Linked DNA regions of Sus scrofa: regions 1 and 3 are each linked to region 2. Evidence: chromatin contacts called from public HiChIP or PLAC-seq data. All regions are on one chromosome and are shown on one strand. Each heading gives the region's core, a stretch centred on a gene start, on an enhancer-like site or on the middle of the called end of the contact. The rest is flanking DNA. Distances are from core to core; before and after follow the strand shown.

Region 1 (4,885 bases), core at 1,982-4,481, 110 kb after region 2:
ATGAGGCTACAAAAGTAATTGGGACTTCATCTTACAGAGCCTTGTGAAATTTGGATATTTAGACCATGTTTCCCGAAGTGTGGCATTTGAGCTGAGGGTAGAAGGTGTGCCATTGAACATTAAGAGCTTTTAGTATTTATCATTCCTTGCTGCTCTCTCCTTGCAGAATTTAGTTCTTTTCTTTCTATGCTCCTGTAACACTTAGGTTAGATCGCTAGCAGAGGGTCACCCTTCGTATTGTATTTAAATGGGACGCGTCTGTTATCCTGCAACGCTGTGATGGCCTCAAAGACAGCAGCCGTCCGATTCATGTTGGTCCCCTTTGGGCCAAGTACTATTCTGGGGGCCTGGTAGATGCTAAAGAACTGCTTTTGGGATGGCATCATTGGGTCTGTGTGTTAGGTACATGATTCCTAGGAGGTTTGCTGCCTTTTTTCCTTTGGCCCAGTACTGCCCAGCCAGACTCTCTGAGCTCAGAGGAGCCCCATGGATACATATATATTTTTTCTCTTATTGAAATTTGACCAAGGAACACTCTCACTGTAGAACGTCTCCACAGTCAGAACATGGCAGGACCTGGGCTGTAGGGTGATTCTGAGGCTTATCAGGCCATTGTTAGGGTCTGGGAATGAGGTGATGGAATGGAACAGTGAGTGTGGCTGGGGCGCATGAGTCATGGGGGCGGAAGAATTGACAAGACTAGGCGAGGCATTAGGTGTGGGATGGAGAGACAGAGGTGGTAAGAGAACAGAAAGCAGTGGACCCAGACCTACCCAGGGCGCAGACATTCCCTGTTGGGTGCTTGCTCTAAGCTAGGCACCATACCAGCGTTAGGATACAGAGATGAGCAAGACCCCGCCTACTGGAGGGGGCTCATGGCCTTGATTGGAGGAGATGATGAGCAAGACCCCGCCTACTGGAGGGGGCTCACGGTCTTGATTGGAGGAGCAGAGACTAGGAAGGCAAGGCAGGGAAAAATGAGTAATGGACTTGGCCAGTATTTGCACCTGATGACTAGGGCACTTTGCATTGTTCAGTGAGTAATGCAGTGATATTGGAAAGTTCTAAGGGGGAGATGGCACCATCCAATTCATGTGTTGGCTGTGAAAGGACTCTCAAGTGGAATTCAGCGTCCATTGCCAAGAGGCCAAAGGCTGAAGGTGCCCTGAGGAAGGAAGAAGAGGGAGGGGAGGGAAAGCCGGCTTAGTAGATGGAATTCAAGAGCAAAATTAAGGGGAACTTTTCTGAATCTGTTTTTGCACCTACATAATAAGGAGGCAGATTAGATTTCTGGTTTATGAACCTTCTTCTTTTTTGTTTTTTTTTTGTTTTTGTTTTGGAGCCGGAGAACCCATTCATCCAAGGAAAGTTCAGGAAGTATAAATGATACATGATTCGTAGGAGGTTCGCTGCCTTTTTTCCTTTGGCCTTGTCCTGTGCAGCCAACCTCTCTGAGCTCAGAGGAGCCCCATGGATTTTTTTTTTTCCTCCATTGAAATTTGACCAAGAAACTCCGTTGATAAAAGCACAGCTTCCCTGGTGGCCTGAGGGGGCTCAGGGAATTTTCTTCCAAAACAGGTGGGAAAACCATGAAAACGGGCTAGCGAGCCTGCGTGGGTCCTGCTGGTCCTAATAGTCCAGGTGCCATTCTCTAGGAAGCGTGAGCATGCGGTTGGAAAGGAAAGAGGACCCCGCTCAGGGCCCTTGAGCTCTTTGAACTCCTAGAAATACTGCAGAGGTCCTGTTCTAGAAGGAAGAGCTTCAGGGCCCAGTGTAAACCTGTCCACAGTGACAAGTAGAAATCAGGACCAGAACATGCCTGTGGGAGGAGGAAGGAGTTAACTGTCTTAATTCAGGGGCAAGGTCAGTGAGGCCCCGACCACTGCAGAAACCATTGGGCTTGGCCATGTGTGTGCCCTGGAAACCTTTCTGAAGGCTGTTTTCGATAATTGGTTAGAACGGAAACCACGTTGGAGGGATTCCAGGAGGAAATGGGAAGATGTGGGGGATGGCCTTTCGGACAGGCTTTCCTATTGCTCCCTCTCCAGAGCCTCGGTCTTTTCACAGAAACCATGTGCTTGTTATGTTCTGAGCCCCCAGCCGTGTCATGGGATTCCAGGCTGAAGTTAAGGTCGGGGTCAAGTTTATCCTAACTTCCTCCCCTTGAAAGGCAATGTTCGCGACTCAGTGTTGATCCTTTCTGGCTCTCTGAAGAGCCTTCTCCACCCTCGCCAATACTGTAGAGAGTGCATTTGAAGAGATATGACATTAAGAGAGATTGAGAAGAAGATGAGCTGTCAAAAAAAAAAAATTGGAGAACGGTGCCTGTCTTGGTGGATCAGCCAAGTATAAAGCAGTAAGGCCAAGCATGTATTCTGGGGCTTTGTGAGCTGTCCTTTATGTCCTTGTCCTTTTCAAGCTATTGGAAGTCTTTGCAGATATATATAAAATCAAGTCCCAGATTGGATTTCAAAGCCAGAGTTTGGTCTGTTCCTATTAAGGCAACTATAATGGAGTTAAGGAGGGTCTTGGTTATTTTGAAGATAAGACTTGAAAGTTAGGTTCTGATGGCTACATACAGACAAGGGCCACGTTCATGACTGAGCACCCACTAAATTCTCAATTCTGAGGATGACACAGTGTCTCCCTTCCGGAAACATGATCAGGTATGTATATGTAAGTATTTGGGAGAAGCAGCAGAGGCAAAACACCATAGGGCACAGGAGAAGCAGGAACATTGCTGCGTGAGAGGCCAGCTAGCTGCTCCTTCTCTTCCAAGAATCTTTGTTGGACCTTGAATTCATTTTTACAGACAAACTCAATGATCCATATAAGGAAGGACCTTCTTTCCTTCCCTAATAAACAACCCATATTTAGTTATTGGATTCTGTTTCAGCTGGAAACGTGAGTATAACTTTCGCTTTTTCGTAATTATTCACTCTGTGTCATCAAGACTTATGAACGAATTACAGGGTCGTGCTTTTGGAGAGGGACCATGCAGAGCCGTTAATTATCTGGATGCATTCTTAACAAGATTGGCTACTTCACATCTTGTTCTTTTGGTGGAATGTCTGGGTTGATGCTGTGGTGTTTTGATCAAGTACAGTAGGTCCCCACAGCCCGAGGGATGGAAAGGCAACTTGGCCCTGGCTCGCCCACCCAAGCTGCAACACTATAGGCTGCTGCAAATCACGGCAGGGATACCCGCTGGCAGCAGTCCAGTTTTGCCACTAGATGGCACTGTTCATCCTTTTGGCTTTGACCCAAAGGCCCCTGCCTCCTCTGGAGGGGACCTGGGGGAGAAATTCCAAAGATGTGCCATCATCATGTTCTCAGCCAACTCCAACTCTTTACAGTTTAGTTTTTAAACAAATATTAAGTGTCAGAGGTTTTTATATAAAATGAATTCTCATGTTCTACGTATGATTGTAATACTTGTACTATCTCTAAATAAACTGCGTGGATTAGATTGTGACTTCCAAAGCTTCCTGCGTTCTTCTGGTCAGACTCGGTCTGTGCTGCTTCTGGATTGCATCTCTGCTGCCCTGACTCTGAGCTCTTCAGGCTGTAGAGACAAAGCCATTTGCTGAGCCACAGGATTCAGCTCTGGATGCCCCCCTTAGGAGAGAGGAAGGAAGACTCTCCCCTCCGACTGAAACCTTTGGGGGCTCTCTTCTCCCCCATCTTGTGCTGCTCAAGATGCTTGGGTTGCACATGACCAGAAACCACCTCTGGTGAACTCAACTCAAACTCAAAAGGGGGATTTATTAGCAAGATCTCAGGTAGTTTGGGGTTTATGGGAGCCAGGAGAATGGCACTCAAACAGGAGCAGAAATCCAGGGAGGCTAAGTTGGGTGGGCTCAGAGCCAAAACCTGGCCCCGGAATAGACTGGATAGGATGTCAGCACTGTTGCCACCAGTGGTAAGGATGGGACACCGAGTGCCGTCCTCAGCACAACTGCTACTGCTGCAGTTTTAATTTTTATTTAATTAATTTTTTTCCTTTTAGGGCCGCACCCCTGGCATATGTGGAAGTTCCCAGGCTAGGGGTGGAATTGGAGCTGCAACTGCCAGCCTGCGCCACAGCCACGGCAATGCCAGATCCGAGCTGCCTCTGCAACCTACACCATAGCTCATGGCAATGCCAGATCCTTATCCCCCTGAGCAAGGCCAGAGGTCGAACCAGCATCCTCATGGATACTAGTTGGGTTCTTAACCCGCTGAGCCACAATGGAAACTCCCAATTTTTATTTTGTCTTAAACTGCCCCCTGCTGCCTCTTTAAGCATCAAGTGAGAGCTTGTAACAGAGCCTACTACTCAAGAAGTCTTTGTGTGCAGAGCTGGCACCCACCTAGGCATTGTCATTGCCACCTACCACTGTCCTATGAGTTCCAAAGGTACTGGAATAGTGTTCTACCACCCGAGGCCCAGTCTCCTTCCATCTTTTCACAATCCAACCACTATATGGTAAACACCTGGCCTGAGGAGCCCCTCACCCTGAAAAAGTGCTACATCTGGCCTCTGTTCTGGTTGGTGCACCTTTGTGTCAAAGTGATGGTTAGTACTAGGGACACTCTCCCTGGCCATATGTACTTTAGATCCGTTTTTAAGTAAGGATGGGGCTGACACCTCAAAATTACTGGTATCTGTATTGAGGAATATAAAATGTACAAAGGGTGACCCACATGTGACAGACAGTGCTGACTCATCAGATGTGAGTCAAGGCATCCTTTTGTTGGCCTTGTAAGACATTTCCCTTCATCTCTTCCCCAGCCTAAGAATGCTATTGTGCTGTGTACTTTTTAAAAACTAAAGCATAGTTGATTTACAGTGTTGTTAGTTGCAGGTGTACAGCAGAGCGATTCAGTTATCTAACCCACTTCT
Region 2 (4,259 bases), core at 920-3,419:
TGTGTGTGTGTGTGTGTGTGTGTGTGTGATCAAAACGCTTTTTACCACCGCAACGGGGGTGGGGGTGGGGGTGGGGGTGGGGGTGGGGATGGGGGTGGGGGGGTGGGTTGTATGGAAGTTCCAAGGCTAGGGGTTGAAGTAGGAGCTGCGGCTGCTGCCCTGCACCACAACCACACCAGATCCAATTGGCATCTTGGACCCACCCTGAGCTTGCAGCAATGCCAGATTGCCAGCCCACTGAGCAAAGCCAGGGATGGAACCCACATCTTCATGGATACTAGCCCTGTTCTTAACTTGTTGAGTCATAATGAGAACTCCTGGTCTTTTAAAAATTTGTTTGCTTGTTTTTTTCTCTGTCTCCTTCACTAAAGTGGAAGCTTCCTGAGGGGAGGGGTCTTGATTGTTATTTTCTTCATAACCTCTGGACCTAGCATATGCCTGCTATGGAGCTGCTTATTTAACGTGGTGCCTGAATGAAATCTCAAAGTCTGGGTTCAAATGCTAATTACGCCAGGTTTTGTGTGACCTTGACCAAGCCACTTAAACCATTTCAGTTTTCCCACTTGAAAAATATATATATTTTTTCTTGTGATGAGAACATTTAAGATTTACTCTCTTAGCAACTTTCAAATACACATACATTTCAGTATTAACTATAGTCGCCATGTTATACATTACATACCAATGACATTTTAGACGTTTTTAAATGAAGTATAGTTAAGATACAGCATTAGGAGTTCCCGTCGTGGCGCAGTGGTTAACGAATCCGACTAGGAACCATGAGGTTGCGGGTTTGGTCCCTGCCCTTGCTCAGTGGGTTAACGATCCGGCGTTGCCGTGAGCTGTGGTGTAGGTTGCAGACGCGGCTGGGATCCCGCGTTGCTGTGGCTCTGGCGTAGGCTGGTGGCTACAGCTCCAATTAGACCCCTTGCCTGGGAATCTCCATATGCCGTGGGAGCGGCTCAAGAAATAGCAACCAAAAAAAAAAAAAAAAAAAAAAAAAAAAAGATACAGCATTATATTAGTATACAGCATAATGGTTTGGTATTCGTATTTATTGCAAAATGATCACCACAATAATTCTAATTAACATTCATCACTGAACATGGTGACAGAATTTTCTTTCTGGTGATGAGAACTTTGAAGATTTTCTTTCTTAGCAACTTCCAGATTTACAATACAGTTATTAACTATAGTTGTCATGCGGTATATCACATCCCCCATGACATTTATTTTATAACTGGAAGTTTATACCTCTTGAATCCTTCTCACATTTTGCTTGCCCCTCTCCTATACCCTCCTACCTCTTTTCTCTTTATGAGCCTGGTGGTGGTGGTTGTTGTTAATAGATTTTACATATAAATGAGATAATTTGGTATTTGTCTTTCTCTGTCAGACTTATTTCACTTAGCCTAAATGCCTTCAAATTCCATTCATGTTTTTGCAAGTGGCAAGATTTCTTTTACCACTTGAAAAATATGAACTAGTAATGGCGACTCATAAAACAATGAGGATTAAATGAGAGAAAAGCTAGGAATCATTAAGTAAGTATACTGGGTGGTATACAGTATAATAACGATAGCAGCAAACATTTATGAAGCATGACGGCCAGACACTGATCAAAACGCTTTACACACTTGAACAATATTAATCTTCTCTATATCCTACAAAATTGGTACTGTTACTATACCATTTTATTTTTATTTTTTTGTCGTTTTGCCTCTTTCTAGTGCCGCTCCAGCGGCATATGGAGATTCCCAGGCTAGGGGTCTAATCAGAGCCACTGCAACGCGGGATCCCAGCCGCGTCTGCAACCTACACCACAGCTCCCGGCAACGCCAGATCCTTAACCCACTGAGCAAGGCCAGGGATTGAACCCACAACCTCATGGTTCCTAGTGGGATTCGTTAACCACTGCGCCACGATGGGAACTCCTACTATATCATTTTAAAGATACGCAAACTGGGACACGGGGTTAAGAAGTTATATGCACTCAAGACAGGTTAGCTGTTTTTTTGTCTAAGATTCCTTCCCAGTTTCCCGTGGGCGACCCCTGTGTAGGACCAGAGGGAGTGTCCCGCCTGCCTCCCGCCCAGCTTGAAGCCGGCCAGGACGGAAAGGGTTACTGGGACCGCGTGCACGTTATCGGCTGGAGATCCGCGGGCCCGCGCCCAGGGCTCACAATGTCGCGGGGCTGGGCGGTGCGGCGCTTTCTCACCTCTCATTGGCGCACACGCCCCTTCCTGTCACGGCCAGGCCTGGCCCCGCCTCCTACCACCGCCCGCCGCCCAGGCGCCGCGGGAGTGGACAGTTCCAGACGCATGCTAATGAGGGGGCGGCCGCCGCAGCCCATTGGCCGGTCGCGGAGTGTCGGTGAAGTCAGCCTCGAGTCCCAGAAAAACAGAGCGGGGCCAACTGCAGCGTGTAGTGCGAGTGGGGCAGGACGCGCGCAGCCAGCCCGCCCGCCCGGAGACCCGCAAGGTAAGCCCGCGCCAGCAGTCCCTCAGCCCGAGCTCGCCTGATCTGCAGCGCCAGCGCCGTGGGCGTGCGCCGGCCCGGCCCCCGCGGGCGGCGCCTTTGTTCCGCGCTCGGAGGAGGCGCGTTTAAAGGGCCAGCTGTTGGAAGGATTTGGGGGACCCCCTCCCCCAGAGCATCCCCCGTAGTTAGAGGGAAAACCGTAGCCCTCCTCTGCCGAACCCTCCTTCCTTCCTGCTAGGTGGATCCCCAGTCTTTAAAGGAAAGTTCTCCAGGATGCAGAGGTTCTGAGGGATTCCGGGGATTTTTTTTTTTTTTTTTTTTTTGGTAGGTGTGGGTATGTGAGATCATGGCCTCTGCTAGGAGAGAACGTCCGCCGTCTTCAGGCTGGCTACAATATGGGTGGGTGGAGGAGACATCAAAGCTCGGGTGGGTTTGCGCTGTAAAGTGAAACTACCGAGGAGGGGCTCCTCTGCAACAGCCAGAGGAGGAAGGAGGGAGTGAGCGGCAGAATGGAGCCATCTCAGGTGTGTTCATTCATCAGCATCCCTGTGGGAGAGAGGGCGGCGGGAGGGGCCCAAGGACTAGTGTCTGGCCTAGGACCCGTCAGAATGAGTGTGTGTGTGTGTCGCCGTGTCCGGGGACGCCGGTGCCTGCTCATCCGCCCATGCTCCTTCATCCCCCAGAGTGACAGGCAGCATCTTGCTAGCCAGCTCTGAAATGGACAGAAAGCAACTCCTTTCTCTTAATTCCCAGGGCATCCCCAGATCTCTTCTGGTTGCTTTCCGAGGAGGCTTCCTTCATAAGCGTTAGCGCCATTCAAGATAGAGGAGGGAAAAGGCTTGAAGTCATTACGTTTTTTTCTTGGGAGTATGTGCTGTTGAAATCTGCATCCCCGTGCATCCGCTGTCGTAAGATGGCTTTGAAATTCACCAGTGCATGCTTTCTTCGGGCAGACAGAATTTATTACGCTTTTACATTGCTACAGAAAAGCGGAAAGGATCACACTGAGCGGGGCTCGTTTCATCCAGACCCAGGATTTTCCCGGCATGTTCTGGCTGAGCCTTTGGATTTTTGTTTTAAACTGAGCGCTGGGTCGTCCCTCTTGTCACAGGGCGGACCTGCTGAAATTGCCCTAATTGATTTCACCGTTGATAGGAGGGAGGTTCATTTAGAGATATCATGGAATCTGTCTGGCATGTTAGGATTTTTACATTAACCCCCACCCCCTAAGGCCAGGGAGGGCTTGTCTGTTTCCACACCCCTTTTTGGTTTTTGAGCTCCCATAGATTCAGTTTTGTGTTTTTGATTGAAAAGATGGCTTGGCGGTGATTGAGAAGGGGGTGGATTAAGCATAGGGTGATCAGCAGATGTGGAGGGCAGCCTCAACGACAGAAAACACATGCTGGACATTTGGGGACTCCAGATCTCCAGCCCTACAGGAAGGAGTAGGTGAGCTAGATGGGTGTCTACAAAGCGAGAGAGGGTGTGTGTATGTGTGTATGTGTGTGTGTGTGTGTGTGTGTGTGTGTGTGTGTTTGCGCATGCTGTGAGGGAGGGATAGAGGAGGATGCTGCCATCAGTTTTTCTACTCCACCCTCTTGAGGCTGCCTTAAATAGCTCCTTGCCATCCAAGCCCTGGTGTTTCAGGCTCTTGGCCTTAGAGGAGGGCCTGGAAGGTTTGGTCTGTTTGGTACCTCTGCCCTGGGCACTGTTAGTGTGGCTGGTTAGGAAAGGGTTAGTTCTCCAGAGGTTGCAGGGAGCTCATTTCTCTGCTGGAGGGC
Region 3 (4,441 bases), core at 1,368-3,867, 79 kb after region 2:
AAGGAATCTGACTAGCATCCATGAGGATGCAGGGTCGATCCCTGGCCTCGCTCAGTGGGTTAAGGATCTGGCGTTGCTGTGAACTTGTTGACCAGAACAAAAGATAAGTGAACAGGCAGACAGGGAGGTGTTTGTTAGCAGGGTAAACAATACATGTTGTAGAACATGCTCAAGGCAGGACCGAGCTACAGAGGCTGCTAGGGTGTTTTGCCTTGGGCTGTGTCAGCAGTCGCCTGAGAGTGTGTTGGGCTGCTTTCCTTTGGCTGAGAGCTGGAAAAATAAATAACAGTACACATGATGCAGTATAATACATATGCAATACATGGAACCTCTTGGGTGCATATTTGATATTAACTGTATTGTGTTTTTAGGAAATTTATTTCAGAAGTGAGTGGCACTAAAATGATCCAGTGTTGCTTGGGCTGGCATTAAATGGACTGTTATGTGCCTAGGAACAAACCAGGGACCGGAGACGAGGCTCGTGAAGGCCTTGCCATTATGTTATAGAGAGAATCTCTTTGGCAAAATCGTAGACTGCCTTCATGGTTCACATGCCTGAAGATACTATGTGTTTGCAACTCAACATCAAAACCTGTTTACTTGTTTATTCAAACATCGGTATTGGAATAGCTAGTAGTCCTTATGTAATGCCTTTCGGCATGTGGGGTACATCCATATACCTCCTCCCACTTAAGTGTGCTGTGTCAGAGCCCAGTCAGATGCCTGGGCAACTCCCTGCATGGGTGGACCACTGTGATTTCACTTTCTTGTGCTTGTGAGCAGAGCTACCCACAGCTTGGGCTGGGCTACGCAGAAAGGAGCTGGGACAGGCGGGCAGAAGAGTAGCTGTGGGAGCGGTGCTTGGACAGTCGTTCCCAGCAACGGAGGAGGTGGGGGGTTGTCTGCTGAGCAGGAGGCTGGTGGGTGGGATGTGGTTGGGGCTCTGAGGAAGATGGAAACTATTTGGAACAGCTGCCATGGGTTGGGCACTAGGGGCCAAGCAAAGGCTTGAAAGCAAGGCCTGCCGAGTGGACTGGGAGGAAGCCTGGATGTAGAGCAGGTGGGGCTTGGCTGTGTGACTCAGAACAGGCTGGGGGGCAGGGGTTGGATGGCTGCTTGGTGGCTGGCCTGGTATTGGCATACGCTGACCCTGAGAGTGTGGCTATATACGGAGATGTTAGGGTGAACAGCAGGGGACCATGGGGGCGGAGGGAAGCGGGGGACGCTGGGTGTGCTGACAACAGTTCTTAACATGGCTTATAAGGCCCTTTATCTCTGAGTCCCTCCCACCGTGCACACTCTCTTGAGCCATTCTGTGTGCTTTTGCATCTGTCATTCCTCTTACTCTTTCCTTTGGCCTCACTACCTACCTCAGGTGCTGGCCTGGGCATCACTTTGGGGGAGCTGTTCTTGACGGCCCTCTGTTCCATTCTTTGCTGGGCAGCTGACCCTTTGTCCTGTCCCCACATCCCTCCCTCTGTACCTTAGAAGCTTGTTTCCAAGATGCTGGCGTACGTGGATTGGCAGGCTCCTTGAAGCCAAGGCCATCTGGTACCCAGCAGAGCACCTGACATACCGAAGGTGTTGAGTAGAAGGGGGCATGCCTGCCCTTCTGTAGCCCTTCGTCGTGGAACGGAATGTTAGAACTGGAAGAAAACTACGAGGGCAGCTAGTCCGACTCATTCGTTTCATAGTTCACAGAGAATTGAAACTCAGAGAGGTTGAGTGCCGAACCTATCATCACACAGCTTTGCTTGAGGCAGAGCCAGGGCTCCGAGTCGCCTCCTCTGACTCCAAATGCCACCTTCCTTCCTCTCAACCACCAGGTTGTCTGTGGAGGACTTTTAAATGTGTGAACATGGCAAGCCTCTGCCTCTGCTTAGCGCCTGGGTGCAGCCTCGTGTCACTGTTGCTAGCGGTCTGTTTTTTCATTCTTTTCACCGGGAGGAAGACTGAGTCCTGACAGCGCTTTTCCTCTGCATGGTGCCAGGTTTACAGCAGCTCTTAGCTCACTGCTTCCCCTTCCCTTTCCGGGTTTGTCCTAGTTTATCTTTGGGGTAAGTATCAGCAACTGTTTCTAAGTAAATAGAGGAATTGCAGATTCAGGGCTTGTGGCTTGAAACATTCAGTGCTTTTGGCGTCAGCCTGTCCCCTTCTGGCTCCGGTCACTGCTGCTCCTGTCTCTAGATGGCCCTGACTTTGCATGTGTTAAAGGCTGGAAGTTTCCTCCCTGGAGCAAGCGGCAGAGCTGGCAGAACCCTGGAAAAGGGGAGCCGTAGGGGACGGAAAGTCAACGTGTATCTCTACCACTTGCAGTCAATTTTTTCTTTTTTTTAAAAAGGAATCCTGTGGTTTCCAGACCCATCCTTGGAGTATAGGATACTAGGTGGAGTGTGTAGAAATGTTTTGTTTCCATATTTTCTATCTCTAAAACTTGTCGCTGAGCTTTTGGACAATATCTGAGATTTAGAATATTCTGTTCAGGGTTAAAGCCTCAGCGTGGATGATGGAGGGTAGGGTGTGGCCGGTGCTCTTAGCGCCTGCTCATGGATGATGCCGTTTTGTGAGGGAGGTTGGTTCCAGTTCACTGCGGGTTGTCTGAATTCTGCCCATCACCCTGGGTCCAAAGTACCTCAGCGTCAGTTCCAGGACTGGAAAGTCCATTCACTGAACACAGGGGATGAGGGGGCGACTGGTTCAAACATTCTGGTTCTTCTGTTAATGAACCAAATAGTGCGTGGGGAAAAAAATGCCCATTTTGGAAAAAGTACTTGGGAACGAGGGTCTTCCAATTCTTCCTTATTTTAGGGAACCCTGCAGCACTGCTTCTCTTAAGCACCTCCATCTCCCCACCCCCCCCACCTTTTTAAACAGGAAGAGCTAGATGATGTCCGGTGCCCCTTTTAGCTCCCCATGGCTTGTGACAAACCCAGTGTCTTTGATCCTGGGGGTTTCTGAAGGCACTTTGGACCTTCTTGGCTCCCAGCCACTTGGAGCCTGTTTCTGAGTCTCTCTGGGCTGGTCTTGAGTTCCAGGTATTGAACCAAAAGTTCATCGGCCAAGGGTTTGGACTGTGTCAGAACTATTTTGATGGGCTGTGTTCTCTTCTTGGCATCTACTCATTTCCTTCGGGGACGTCCCCTTCCTTGGAATAAATAACTCCAAAGATGCTAAGGCATTCCAACCGGGCATTTCCATGCAGGGATCTTGGCTCGTCAGTTACAGGTCACTGGGTGAGAAGGATGTCACCCAGTTGGAAATGCTCCTGACACCCACCCCTCCCTGACTCACCCCTGTCAGCAGTGGTCCTTATGCTGGCCAGTTTTGAGAATGACCATCTTTGGCAATAGCAAGCGTTGTCCAGAAGGTGTTTCTAAAGTGTCAGCCTTACGCTGCTGGGCTGTTCCTAAGAGGTATCCAGAAAGTGGTGGTCCCTGTTGAGTCCCAACCTCAGCTCTCTGCGAGGAGCTCTCTGAACGAGAAGGGGATCTCTTGGGGTCCCAAAGCTGTGTTGGGATCCCACATGGAGGCTGTCTGGGAATCATCATAACCCCTTTTGTCAGTGATCACCTTAGGCTCTTGGTTCAAGTGAAGCGTATTGTCAACCCAAGTACTACCCTCTGCCCAATTTCTGCCAGAAAGATGTCACTGTCACACAAGTTTTCATCCTAACTTCATTTTTGTTAGCTTTTTTTTTTTTTTTTTTTTTTGACTGCGCCTGCAGCATGCAGAAGTTCCTGGGCCAAGGATCAGACCTGAGCTACAGCAGTGACAATGCCAGATTCTTAACCCACTGAGCCACCAGGAAACTCCCATTTTGTTAGCTTTGATTCATCTTATAACCTGTGAGGAACTTCTAAAATCCGGTCTTTTATCACCTGACAAGGCGGTGGTCCCTCCCTCTTTTGTGTCACAAATTGTTGACGCAAATGAAAAGGGCAGAGCCAAAAGCATGTGCCTGTGGTCTGGTGGTTCACCTATCTATATATAAACCCCCAGTTGCTCTTGTTTCTTTCGCTGTATTCACAAGAATGTCATGGGCTCTTTGTGAGAGCCTGGCTCAAGGGAAATCACACTCAACTGAACTATCAGTGTAATAAATCTCATCTCAAAAGGGCATTGGTTAACGTGGTGCTTATTCCTAGTGAATCTGTGTCAGAACTTGACAATCACCACTTGTTTCTTAGGTATTCATCTGTGTAAGACTCCACCCTAGACCTTTTCTGGGTAATGATGCCAAGTTCCTTGGTGTAAATGTCTAAAACCTTCCTCTCGTTAATTCCTTCCTCATCTTTCATCACCGTTCGTTGCTCTGAGGTTTCTGAAGGATTACAGTGGTGACACCTGCTCGTACTTTGACCGTCTGTGGCTCTGACTCATCTGAGCCTGAAGACCTGATCGGACTTAGAGTGGCTGTGGCCCTGCTCCTAACTCCATACCT

What was found. HiChIP or PLAC-seq counts read pairs in DNA pulled down with a chosen protein or histone mark.
Region 1: a contact with region 2 is called in an H3K27ac HiChIP or PLAC-seq map of skeletal muscle. The contact joins the enhancer-like site here to the promoter of SORBS1 in region 2. A contact is called at or near these places in 5 of 47 Hi-C or Micro-C datasets (alveolar macrophages, embryonic fibroblasts, heart right ventricle and 2 more) and 1 of 2 datasets of contacts at active chromatin or transcription factors (skeletal muscle).
Region 3: a contact with region 2 is called in an H3K27ac HiChIP or PLAC-seq map of skeletal muscle. The contact joins the enhancer-like site here to the promoter of SORBS1 in region 2. A contact is called at or near these places in 2 of 5 promoter capture datasets (both in liver), 11 of 47 Hi-C or Micro-C datasets (alveolar macrophages, brain, embryonic fibroblasts and 4 more) and 1 of 2 datasets of contacts at active chromatin or transcription factors (skeletal muscle).

The regions. Positions count from the first base shown.
Region 1 is chr14:107,023,272-107,028,156 of Sscrofa11.1, reverse strand. All of the region lies in intron 2 of SORBS1 (sorbin and SH3 domain-containing protein 1), which reads left to right. Among named protein-coding and RNA genes, the nearest start is that of SORBS1, 110 kb to the left of the region's middle. Within about 2 kb of position 3,231, at least 25 of the 83 cell types and tissues checked have an H3K27ac peak or open chromatin away from gene starts, as enhancers often do. A contact at or near this core is called in liver and skeletal muscle, where this site is marked.
Region 2 is chr14:107,135,379-107,139,637 of Sscrofa11.1, reverse strand. SORBS1 (sorbin and SH3 domain-containing protein 1) reads left to right here and starts at 2,169. Exons shown (of 27, transcript XM_021074174.1): 1 at 2,169-2,481. The coding sequence starts at 2,184.
Region 3 is chr14:107,056,212-107,060,652 of Sscrofa11.1, reverse strand. All of the region lies in intron 2 of SORBS1 (sorbin and SH3 domain-containing protein 1), which reads left to right. Among named protein-coding and RNA genes, the nearest start is that of SORBS1, 79 kb to the left of the region's middle. Within about 2 kb of position 2,617, at least 24 of the 83 cell types and tissues checked have an H3K27ac peak or open chromatin away from gene starts, as enhancers often do. A contact at or near this core is called in brain, liver and skeletal muscle, where this site is marked.